Regions from separate parts of the Sus scrofa genome. Here region 1 is linked to region 2. The links are chromatin contacts, called in public promoter capture Hi-C maps. All regions are on one chromosome and are shown on one strand. Each heading gives the region's core, a stretch centred on a gene start, on an enhancer-like site or on the middle of the called end of the contact. The rest is flanking DNA. Distances are from core to core; before and after follow the strand shown. Region 1 holds the start of ARL14EP (ARL14 effector protein). Region 2 holds the start of DNAJC24 (dnaJ homolog subfamily C member 24).

Region 1 (5,144 bases), core at 1,169-3,668, 950 kb after region 2:
TGTGAAAGAAAAACACTTCTCTAGTGAAGACAAATATATAGTAAAAGCAGTGAATCAGCCACTTAAAACAAGTATGAAAGTTAAAAAACAAAAGGTAGTAAAATCAACTATAATCAAGAATTAAGAAATTCACAAAAGAAAAAGATGTAAAATATATGCCAAAATCATAAAACATGGGGGAGGGGTAGAGTAAAAATGCAGTGCTTTTATTTATTTTATTATTATTTTTTTTTGTCTTTTTGCTATTTCTTTGTGCCGCTCCCGCGTCATATGGAGGTTCCCAGGCTAGGGGTCGAATCGGAGCTGTAGCCACCGGCCTACGCCAGAGCCACAGCAACGCGGGATCCGAGCCGCGTCTGCAACCTACACCACAGCTCACGGCAACGCCGGATCGTTAACCCACTGAGCAAGGGCAGGGACCGAACCCGCACCCTCATGGTTCTTAGTCGGATTCACCAACCACTGTGCCACGACGGGAACTCCCAGTGCTTTTATAGCATTCAAACTTAAGCAAGGATCAGCTTAACATAAACTGATATATATATATTTAGAGATCTATATATAGGAACTTCATGGTAACCACAAACCAAAAACCTACAAAAGATACACAAAAGTAAAAAGAAGCTGTAGCACTGAAAACAAACAAACAAACAAACAAAACCCCATCAAACCACAAGGGGAGAGAAGAAGAGAACTATAAAAACAACCGGAAACAATCAACGTAATGGCAGTAAGTACATATGTAAATAGAATAGACTAAGTGCTCCAAATCAAAAGACACAGATAAGGTGGATGTATGAATAAAAAAATAAGACCCATCCACATACTGCCTACGGTTCTTCATATTTGGAACAATTCAACAAACCCTTCAGGTCTCCAAACTCCGTTTGTAATTTGTCTCCATTCCTATGGTCTGTAAATTAAAGGTCAAACGGAAAAGAATTAACTAAGAGACTGTTTCCAGACCAAGAGGAATGAGCACAGCTCTCATTTCTCTACCTTACTTCTGAATATGGTCAAAATTGTCAAACAGTATTTAACACTACAGATGTTGGTTAAGTGACTGCTGAAAACACTTTCACCTCTTCCTAGAAAACAAAGTCTGAACTCTTGAGCTTCTCATGACTTGTTCAAATGTCACACACTCCAGGTCAAACTACACTACCGGCAAAGTTCTTTACATTTTGTCTTTAAACAGTCCTCTTTGCTGGGAAAGCCTTTGGCTCTTTGTGCCAGGCAATGCTAACTTGTCCTTCAGGAAAGTGCCAACGTCTTCATCTTTCTGCTGTGCCTTCCCCAAGTTATTCTTATAGGTCCTTCTTAATCTTGTAAAAGTTTGAAACTTTTATTCTATTCTCAGCTGTTGGAAGACAGGAGCTATATGGTGTTATTTTTTATCACCCAAGGCAAAAGAGTAACTTCCGGGACTTCCCTTTTTTTTTTTTAGCACTCATCAGAGGCTTTCTTCCTTCTTGTTAGATTTTTTTTTTTATTGTATGTTAAACTCCGTTAGGGGGCAAGGAATCACGTGGGTCCTGTTCACAGCAGCAGTTTCTCTAAATAGCACACTACTGGGGCTTTGTAGGTGCTTAACACCTTTCCAATGAATACATGCTCCTTAACTGCCAGAATCTCACACCAAGAAGCCTGAATCTCCCCAAATCAACATGGGACTAGGTGTCCAGAGACCTGCAATTATTCCCACCTCAACCCTGTAGTCACAAGCATAACGTCCCTATTTCAGGGCCATATCATAAAGTTTCAAGCCATCAGAAACACGTCATATGAGCACCTACTACGTTCATGCTACCAGGACGGAAAAAAAAAACAAAAAAACCCCAACCATTCAGCATCCAGCCTCAGCCTCAACCAAACAGCTACGGCTGGGAGGGTTCCGATTTGAAAAATAAAAAACAAAGAACAGAGATTACGAGCTGAGGACGGGGTTCTAGGCCACCAAAACTCTCAAGTGACCATGACAAGCCAAAGTCAAAGTTTGGAGGGCTCTGGGTCTCCCGAAGACAGTCGACACCTCGTGGGGTCGACAGGTGCAGCAGAAACCGTGCTGGGCCTTGACACCAGGGGCCACAGAGGAACTGGGAGAAGAGGGAGTCTCTGCAGGGTGGCAGGCTGCCGGAGGCCCCAGCGAGCCGCTGAAAATCCACCTCACGCATCGGACTCCTCTTCCTCCCTCTCCTCCCGGCCCGTGGTCCCCCTCCCACCCAGGGATCCTTCTCCACGCCCCTGATCCTCTCCAGAGCCACCCCAAGCCCTTTCCTACCTCTAGCGTGAACTCTCCTCCACTGGGGTTCAGAGCTGCCTTGGCCGCCGGCTTTTCAGTTTGTCCCGGCGCTACCATCGAGAGGACGGCGAGCGGGGCTAGAGAGGCCCAGCGCTACCATAAAGAGAAGCCCGGGAGAAGCCTAGAGAGGAACCGAGTCTGGCCGCCTCCGGGGCGGAAGGGGCGGGACGACGTGGATTGGCGAGTGATTCAAGGTGAGGCAATAGTTACTTCAGAGGGTGACGACATTTTGCTCACCGTTCTCAGACGTTTTGTAGTTGGGAGGTGTCTGGGACCACCTTTTACAAGATACATATTCGGCTAAGATGTAATTTGTTCGCGAATCTCTACGCCTGTGCGTAATGCCATATTTTTGCTTCCCAACCCTCCGAATCCCTGAAATAGTAAATGAGTTAAAAGGACTTCAAGACCTTTAAAGGGCCCACGTTTTCTTTGATTTTTTTCAGTCAAGCTAAATATATTTCAAAAATGCATCTCCCTTATTATAAACTAAAAAAAAAAAAAAAAAAAAAGCTTTGTTTATTCCTTTGAGAAAAGTATAGACACCGGGATGATGCTTGCAAATTTTCTGAGGGGAAAAAAAAAAAAAAAAAAACCCACAACACTATCGTTCCTGTATTCCTACTGTCCTAATTTAGGAGCACATTAATTTTTGTTGTTGTTAGGGCCACAGGTAGGGGTCTAAGTTGCTGGCCTACGCCACAGCCACAGCAATGACCAGATCTGAGGCCGCTGAGTGAGGCCAGGGATTGAACCCACATCCTCATGGATACTAGTCTGGCTCGTTTCAGCAGAGCAAGAATGGGAACTCTACGCACATTGATTTTTTTTAACTCAATGAATTTTATTATGTTTATAATTTTACAACGTTCATCACAACCCAGTTTTATAGCATTAGCACATTAATTTTTAAAGCAGATTTTACCAATCTAGAATCTTTGAGAACCCTAGATCATTAGCCTGGTGGGCCTCAGCCTTCAACCAGCTTCAAGTCTAGGTAGGAGGAGATATTACAGGCCACCCCTACCCGGCAACCTCCCCACCCCACCCCTGCCCCTAATTGCTTTTTTTAGCCAGCCAAACGAAAAATGTGAAACAGGGAAATAAGATTCACCAAAACCCACGCTTGGTAGCAATACTATGTATACATACTGTAAGTTGTTTTTTGCAGTGAACCTATGGTCCTTCCCTAGCACCTCCATGCTGCTTTGCAACCAAGCAGGGCTTTGCTACTTGCTAAGTTACACCAATTTTAGAAGTGAGGAGTGGGAGAAAGGCAAGAACAATGGGTAATCCCCTCAACTGTGCCTGTAGGAGGTGACATTCTGTAGTTCTTTTAATAGTTACTTTGTGGTTGGCACTTTGCTAAGTTATAAGGAGAGAAAAAAGAGAAAAAGAATGAAACATTCCTGCTTTCAAAGAGCTCACAGACTAGCTAGAGACAGAGGAATAAATAGTTAATCACACTGTGGTGTGGTAAATGTCATCTTGGAAACATAAGGATATGAACAGGATAAAAGAAGAAGTGCTAAAGCAGGGGCATTCTGGGAGGAGATTAATGCCTGAATTGAGTTGTCCTATGGAAAACTGCTTGATGCAGTGGTGGCCTCCAGGTACACTATTGGGAAGTCTATCTTAGAGGTAATGAACTACAGAGCTCCCAGACCAAATTAAGATGCTTGAATAACATGGCTTACTGGATCAATTTAAATATCCCCTGAAAAGCAAGGGGAAAGAGTTGGGGAGTAAGTTAATGCACCTAAGCTAAGAGGGGGGCAAGTGCAAGGGCAACATCAGCTGAGTCATGGGTTATGCAGTGTTCATGTGCCCTGTTGGCCACATCAGCCTTCTCCACTGCTCATATGCTTGTGAAGACTAGAGGTTACAGAAAGAAGGCCTACAGGTGGAAGTGCTTTGCACCAATGATACACACCTGCTCTGTAGGTTCTATACAGGACCAATGTGCTTGGCCCCAACCAGAACTTACTCATTAGCCTGATGAACAGACATCAATTTTATTTGCATTTCTTGGCTAGAGCATTTATGAGACTATACTAGATGCCACCTATGAATGGCTGATTTAGGGGTGACATAACTGGCATCCCAGAGATGGTGTGATTATTTATATCTTAGTTTTTTCATTCCTTTTTGACTAAAAATGACGCTCTGTTCCATCACATTTTTGATTTATTTTAACTTTGGTATGCCTTATAGTTTACTAACTTACAATGTGTGTTTAACACAATTCTGTCTATGTTTCACAAAGTACATGCTTACTCATACGCTATATATAAAATATCCTAGGAGTTTTGCATTTATCTCATAAGCTCCCAGTGTACTTAACACCTCTTCTGAGTAACGCTTCTTCTGACTTTCATCCATCCTTCAGGAAACTGCAAGGAATTCAATATAGCTGGGGTAGGAAGCTAGCGAGGTAAGTAGAGGAAAGATAATACCCTTTTTTGCCTTATTAGAGATATAGATTTTATCCTGGAGAAAACTGCAAAACTCTAAGGAGTGTGGGGAATAGGGACAAGGTAAAGTCCTGGGCAGGAGGGCCAGATGGAATCTCTTGCCTTAATGCAGGTGATTGAAAATGAGGACTTTGGAGTTCCTGTCGTGGCTCAGTGGTTAACGAATCTGACTGGGAACCATGAGGTTGTGGGTTCGATCCCTGGTCTTGCTTGTGGGTTAAGGATCTGGTGTTGCCATGAGCAGTGGTGTAGGTTGCAGATACGGCTCGGAGCCTGCGTTGCTGTGGCTCTGGCGTAGGCCGGTGGCTACAGCTTGGATTAGACCCCTAGCCTGGGAACCTCCATGTGCCGCAGAAGCGGCCTTAGAA
Region 2 (5,036 bases), core at 2,344-4,843:
TCAATATTGTTAAATGTCCAGACTGCTAAAGTGGATATATATTCAACACAGTCAAAATTAAAATGCTAGCAGGATTTTTTTTTAGTAGAAATTTACAAGCTGATTTTAAATTTATATTTCTATATTTAAGCAGAATATACAAATACAAATATTCTTTGCAAAATAAATTTGAAAAGAAGAATAAAATTAGAGAACTTAACTTTACGTGACTTTAAAACTAACTGACTATAAACCTACAGTAATCAAGACAGAGGTATTAGTAAAGGATAAATATATCAAACAGAATAGAGTCTAGAAATAGACCCATCTTGCCAAGACAATCCAACAGAGAGAAGAAAATCTTTTCAGGCAATGATAAACAAATGGACAGCCACACCAAGGGAAAAACGTAACTTCCTATATCACACCATACACAAAAATCATATGTCTAAAGGTAAAGGCAAACTATAAATCTTATAGAAGAAAACACTAACCATAAAACAAAACTTTGATAAATTACATTCCACCAAAACAAAAATCTTCTCATCAAATATTATCATTAAGAAAATGAGCTGACAAATGATAGTCTAGGAGAAAACATATATAATATATGCACAAGATCAAGAATATATTTAATTTTTAAAAGAGACGTCACAAAAGACAATTATACAAATGGCTAAAATCACATTAAACACAGTGGTTCTCAATGAGATAGGGAGGTTTCCAAGTTTTTAGAACCAGGAAACATTCTTAGCTGTTACTAGCATCTAGCATGCTGCTAAACATCATACAATCAACAGGACAGCCCCACGTAAAGAATTATCCTGCCCCAAACGTCAGTGATGGCAAAACTGAAAAACCCTTAACAGATTAATTGAAAGAGAGTAATAGCATCAAATGTTGGTGAAGATGTAGAGCAACTAGAACTCTCTGATACATTACTAGAGGGTATGCAAAATGGTTCATTCATTTTGTCTGATGTTTGACAGATGTTACCACATTAAGTGCAAAGGGCTTCTTCTTGTCGAAAGAATGCCAACATGGCTACAAGGCCCTGCCCACATGATCTAGACCTACCTCTCCAGCCTCATATCCATGTTAAATAAGGCACAAGGATGAAGAAATTTTTCAAAAGTCTACTTGATTTTAGTGACAGAAATCTTAAACATTTTGAAACAAAAGAAACTTTAACATCATTTAGCTCAACTACTACCTAAAGCAGGGATAATAACATTTAAACAGTGTCTCTCACAATAAATAGTAAGCTATGACAAAATCTCATAGATTTGATAAAAACTAGAGAAAGAACTGATGTTATATAAGTAATACTCTTCTACTTTTTTCATAAACTGAGTTAACCAGACACCATTATAGTTACTGACATTGCTTAAGAAATCTCAGAATATAGATTGAAAAAAATTAATATGATAGTTGGGAAAGATATTATCTATTTATAAATATCACAACTCATTTCACAAAAGAATGGAGTCAGGTGAAGAGTGTTTGACCTAAATCAGTATTTTTCAATAAAAATACAATGCAAACTATAAATGCAAGCCACATATGCAACATTAAAATAGAAAGCAGATGAAATCAATTTTGATAATACTTATTGTATTTGTAAAAATATGCAAATAATATATATAAAATAAGCAAAATGTAATATATTCTGAAATATATATCCAAAATAACATATCCAGAATATTATCATTTCAATATTGAATCAACATAAAAATTTTTGATTATTATATATTATTTTTTGGTACTAAGTCTTCAAATTCCAATGTGTGTTTTACACTAACAGTGCATCTCATTCTGGACTAGCCAAGTTTCAAGTGCGTTAATAGCCACTGTTAGCTAGGGTCTATGGGATACTAATGTTGACTATTACATGGCACATTTCAAGGAATTTTACAAAGATTATTTCATTTAATCCTTCTTGAGGAACATACAGGAGAAAATAACTTGTCCAATTTCTCAAGGAAGTTAGTGGTGGAATCAGGATGACTCAATCAGCATGACTCAGATCTGGTCCAAACCATCATGCTAGCCCATCTCAAATCAACTTTTTTTCTTTCACTGAAAGTTTCAACTAATCAAATTGATACTCTGATCAATCTTTTTTTGTTTTTGTTTTTGCTTTTTTCTTTTTAGAGCACACTTAGTGGCATATGGAAAATTCCCAGGCTAGGGGTCAAATTAGAGTTGCAGAGGCCGGCCTACACTACAGCCACAGCAATGCCAGATCTGAGCAGCATCTTTGACCTACACCACTGCTCACAACGACGGATCCTTAACCCACTGTGAGAGGCCAGGGATTGAAAGGGCATCCTCATGAATACTAGTCGGATTGCTTACCCCTGAGCCACAACAGGAACTCCCTCTGATTCCTGCTTTGATATCATTTATTCATTTTATGGAAACCTAAATTTCTGGTCACCTAAAAAAACTGATCCCCCGGCCCCCAATGATTTAGAATCTGAAAGAAAACGACTTACCATTAATATGAGTTTTTGATACTTTTGTTTTAGGTCTGACACACTTGCAGATGGGTCTGCCCCTAGAATGCTGTACCAATCCTTTCTTGGTATCTGCTCAAATGCCATCATCCATCCAACAAGAAATGAGCCTTCTCAGATCAGCTGAATAGAAAAATTGATGACAATTCATTACGATTTGCGTGTATCTAAGAAATAACAAGGAACCGTTTTTCTAAGTTCTTCCATATTTGAGTAAATCATGATTACAGTGCAAACCTGAAGAAGCGTATCTTTTAATTTTAAAACGTGCTAAGAATTCCATGGGTAAGTATACAGACAAGTGTGGAAAACCTATTAGATGTTTCATGATATACGCTTATATCTTAAATTAATGAATATACAAAAGCAAAAAAAAAAAAAAAAAAAAAAAAAGAGAGAGAGAGAAAGAAAAAAAAAATTCGATAATGATCCGGAGCAGTGGATGACTGCTAGATGACTGCTAGTATTTCCGCTAGTTTCTTGGTAAAAGCGACACACAGTAAGTGCTCAGCAAACACACTAGAGTTTAATTAATGTTTACAAAATGAGTAAATATTTCCTAAAAGCAAAACAAAACACCAAAGAATTAACATGAATCTGGGAGCATTCCCTCCTAATTTTTCCAGTTCACCTCTTTTCTTCCAGATTACCTTAAAAGAATAACAGGTGAAACAGCTCGTCAGCAGCGGCAGGTAGAGAGCAACAGTCCCTTGGGCAGAGGAGACGCGCTCAGACCACGCAAAGAGCGCCTGAAGCTGTTCACTGAAGGATACCGCAGCCCTCCAGCTTGCTTCCCGAAACACAGCCCGCCAGAAGCCCCAGAACCAGGCAACCTCTTCCCGCAGCAATGAGTTCAACGAGACATCCGGGGTTTCCTAAAATTGGGACTCGGAAATCCTCGGCCTCCACAGGTCAGCACCCTACCCTGGATTCGCCTCTTAGCAAACTTACCAAACTTAGCAGAGCCATTAAAGCCCACTGCTACGGCTGTCTGTCTAACCACGGAACCGGCTTCTGCTTCCGCCGGAAGTCACTGCCCTGACGTGATCACGTTTCTAGTCGAGCCGCCCAGGCTGAGGCTCCGATCGGAAGCGCCGCTCCGCCCTCTGGACGCGGTCGCTATGGTAACCCAGTGGCATTTTCCAGGGCGTTTGTCATCAGTAAGTGCCGGAGCTGTGGAAAAAGGCATTCTTCTTTTTTCTAACTCACTCCTGTCCTGGCTTCCCGACTGTCGCTTCTCTCCTCTTCCTCAGAGAGCACCCCCCGCCACCAGGCTTTCGCCGCCTTCCCCAAAGCTTCCTCCGCTTACCCTACCCAGCGCTGCTCCCAGTCCTTTTGTGGTTGGCGAACGTAGTACCGTGGCTGGGGATGGGATGGGGTGGGGGTGGGGATGCTGGGGTGGGGGGGTGGGGATGAAGAGAACGCTGAGGAGCTCTGACTCGCCTTTGTCCCCACACGTGCCTTCTAATGTTCTCATTCCAAAATGAAGGGAGCTAAAACCTATGCTGAGCAACGTTTTTCTTATTCAGTTTCAGTATTTTTTTTCTTCTGGAAAAGATGTTCAACGTAATTATTATTGTTTTTTTGGATCTTAGCAACCGACTTAAAAAATGAGAAATTTTAAAAGTCCTTTCACACTCAGCAAGTCTACCTATTGCCAGGGCAGCTATGCTATCTTTAAAGCTTACGGAAAAAGCAGAATAATACTCTCTTTTTGAGGCAGTTGCTGGGCACTCCAATGGGCACTGTTAAGTTTTTTGGTTGCTGTTGTTACTTTTTACTTCTCTCTTGGTTCATTCGTTCTGTTGTTCCCTTTTATTATCAAATCTCTGTTCCGCTTACCCAGTATTGACCAACCTTGTTTGCATTGTGCCTGGAGGTGAAAAAAAATGCATTTTATTGCTTGGCAGCATGATATAATTTTCACTTGGAGATGTTGAGGTAGTTTTGTTACTGCTTAGATTTGCTTTCCTTTATCTTTTTTATCTTTCTTCTACCAAATCTCATTTTGAGAAGCTGCGAAGACAAACCCTAAGTACATAAATAAGATATTTTGATATGGTCAGTTATTGAATGATGTTAGAAACTATAAAAGAAAAACTGAGTGATATAGGAAAGTGTAAAAATCTCAAGGGAAAAGTTTAAATTAGGTTCTCCATTGGGTTTTAAACATAGGATATTTAAAAGCAGACAGCGTTAAACTAAGTCAGAGAATCTGGTGTTCAGTCCTGGTTCCAGCATAACTTCTTTGTGGCCCTAAGGATACCTAAAATGACAGAACTGTTATTCTGAAAACCTTCTTATACAGTGCTGTCAGAATGGTACCTCTTGAATTTTTCTAGCCCTTAAACTTCCCTTTTCCACTGCAGGTTCCTTCTTCGTTGGATTCAGGTCATCCAATTTTTACAGCAAGAGCACCTTATTTTGATTTATAATTCTATTAAGGCATCACGTTATGTCTTTTATTCCCTTTTTTGAACAGAATTCTAAAAACCTAATCAGAGTAACTTAGTTTTCTCAATTTACTTTTTTAATACT

The links. Promoter capture Hi-C pulls out the DNA fragments that hold promoters and counts their contacts.
Region 1: a contact with region 2 is called in a promoter capture Hi-C map of liver, with 5 times the contacts expected there. The contact joins the promoter of ARL14EP here to the promoter of DNAJC24 in region 2. A contact is called at or near these places in 1 of 5 promoter capture datasets (liver) and 1 of 2 datasets of contacts at active chromatin or transcription factors (alveolar macrophages).

Annotation. Positions count from the first base shown.
Region 1 is chr2:30,309,165-30,314,308 of Sscrofa11.1, forward strand. It overlaps ARL14EP (ARL14 effector protein), which reads right to left and starts at 2,419. Exons shown (of 4, transcript XM_021083230.1): 1 at 2,282-2,419.
Region 2 is chr2:29,361,651-29,366,686 of Sscrofa11.1, forward strand. It overlaps DNAJC24 (dnaJ homolog subfamily C member 24), which reads right to left and starts at 3,594. Exons shown (of 4, transcript XM_021085296.1): 1 at 3,450-3,594; 2 at 2,478-2,621. The coding sequence starts at 2,588. LOC100517025 reads left to right here and starts at 3,531. Exons shown (of 41, transcript XM_021085289.1): 1 at 3,531-3,658.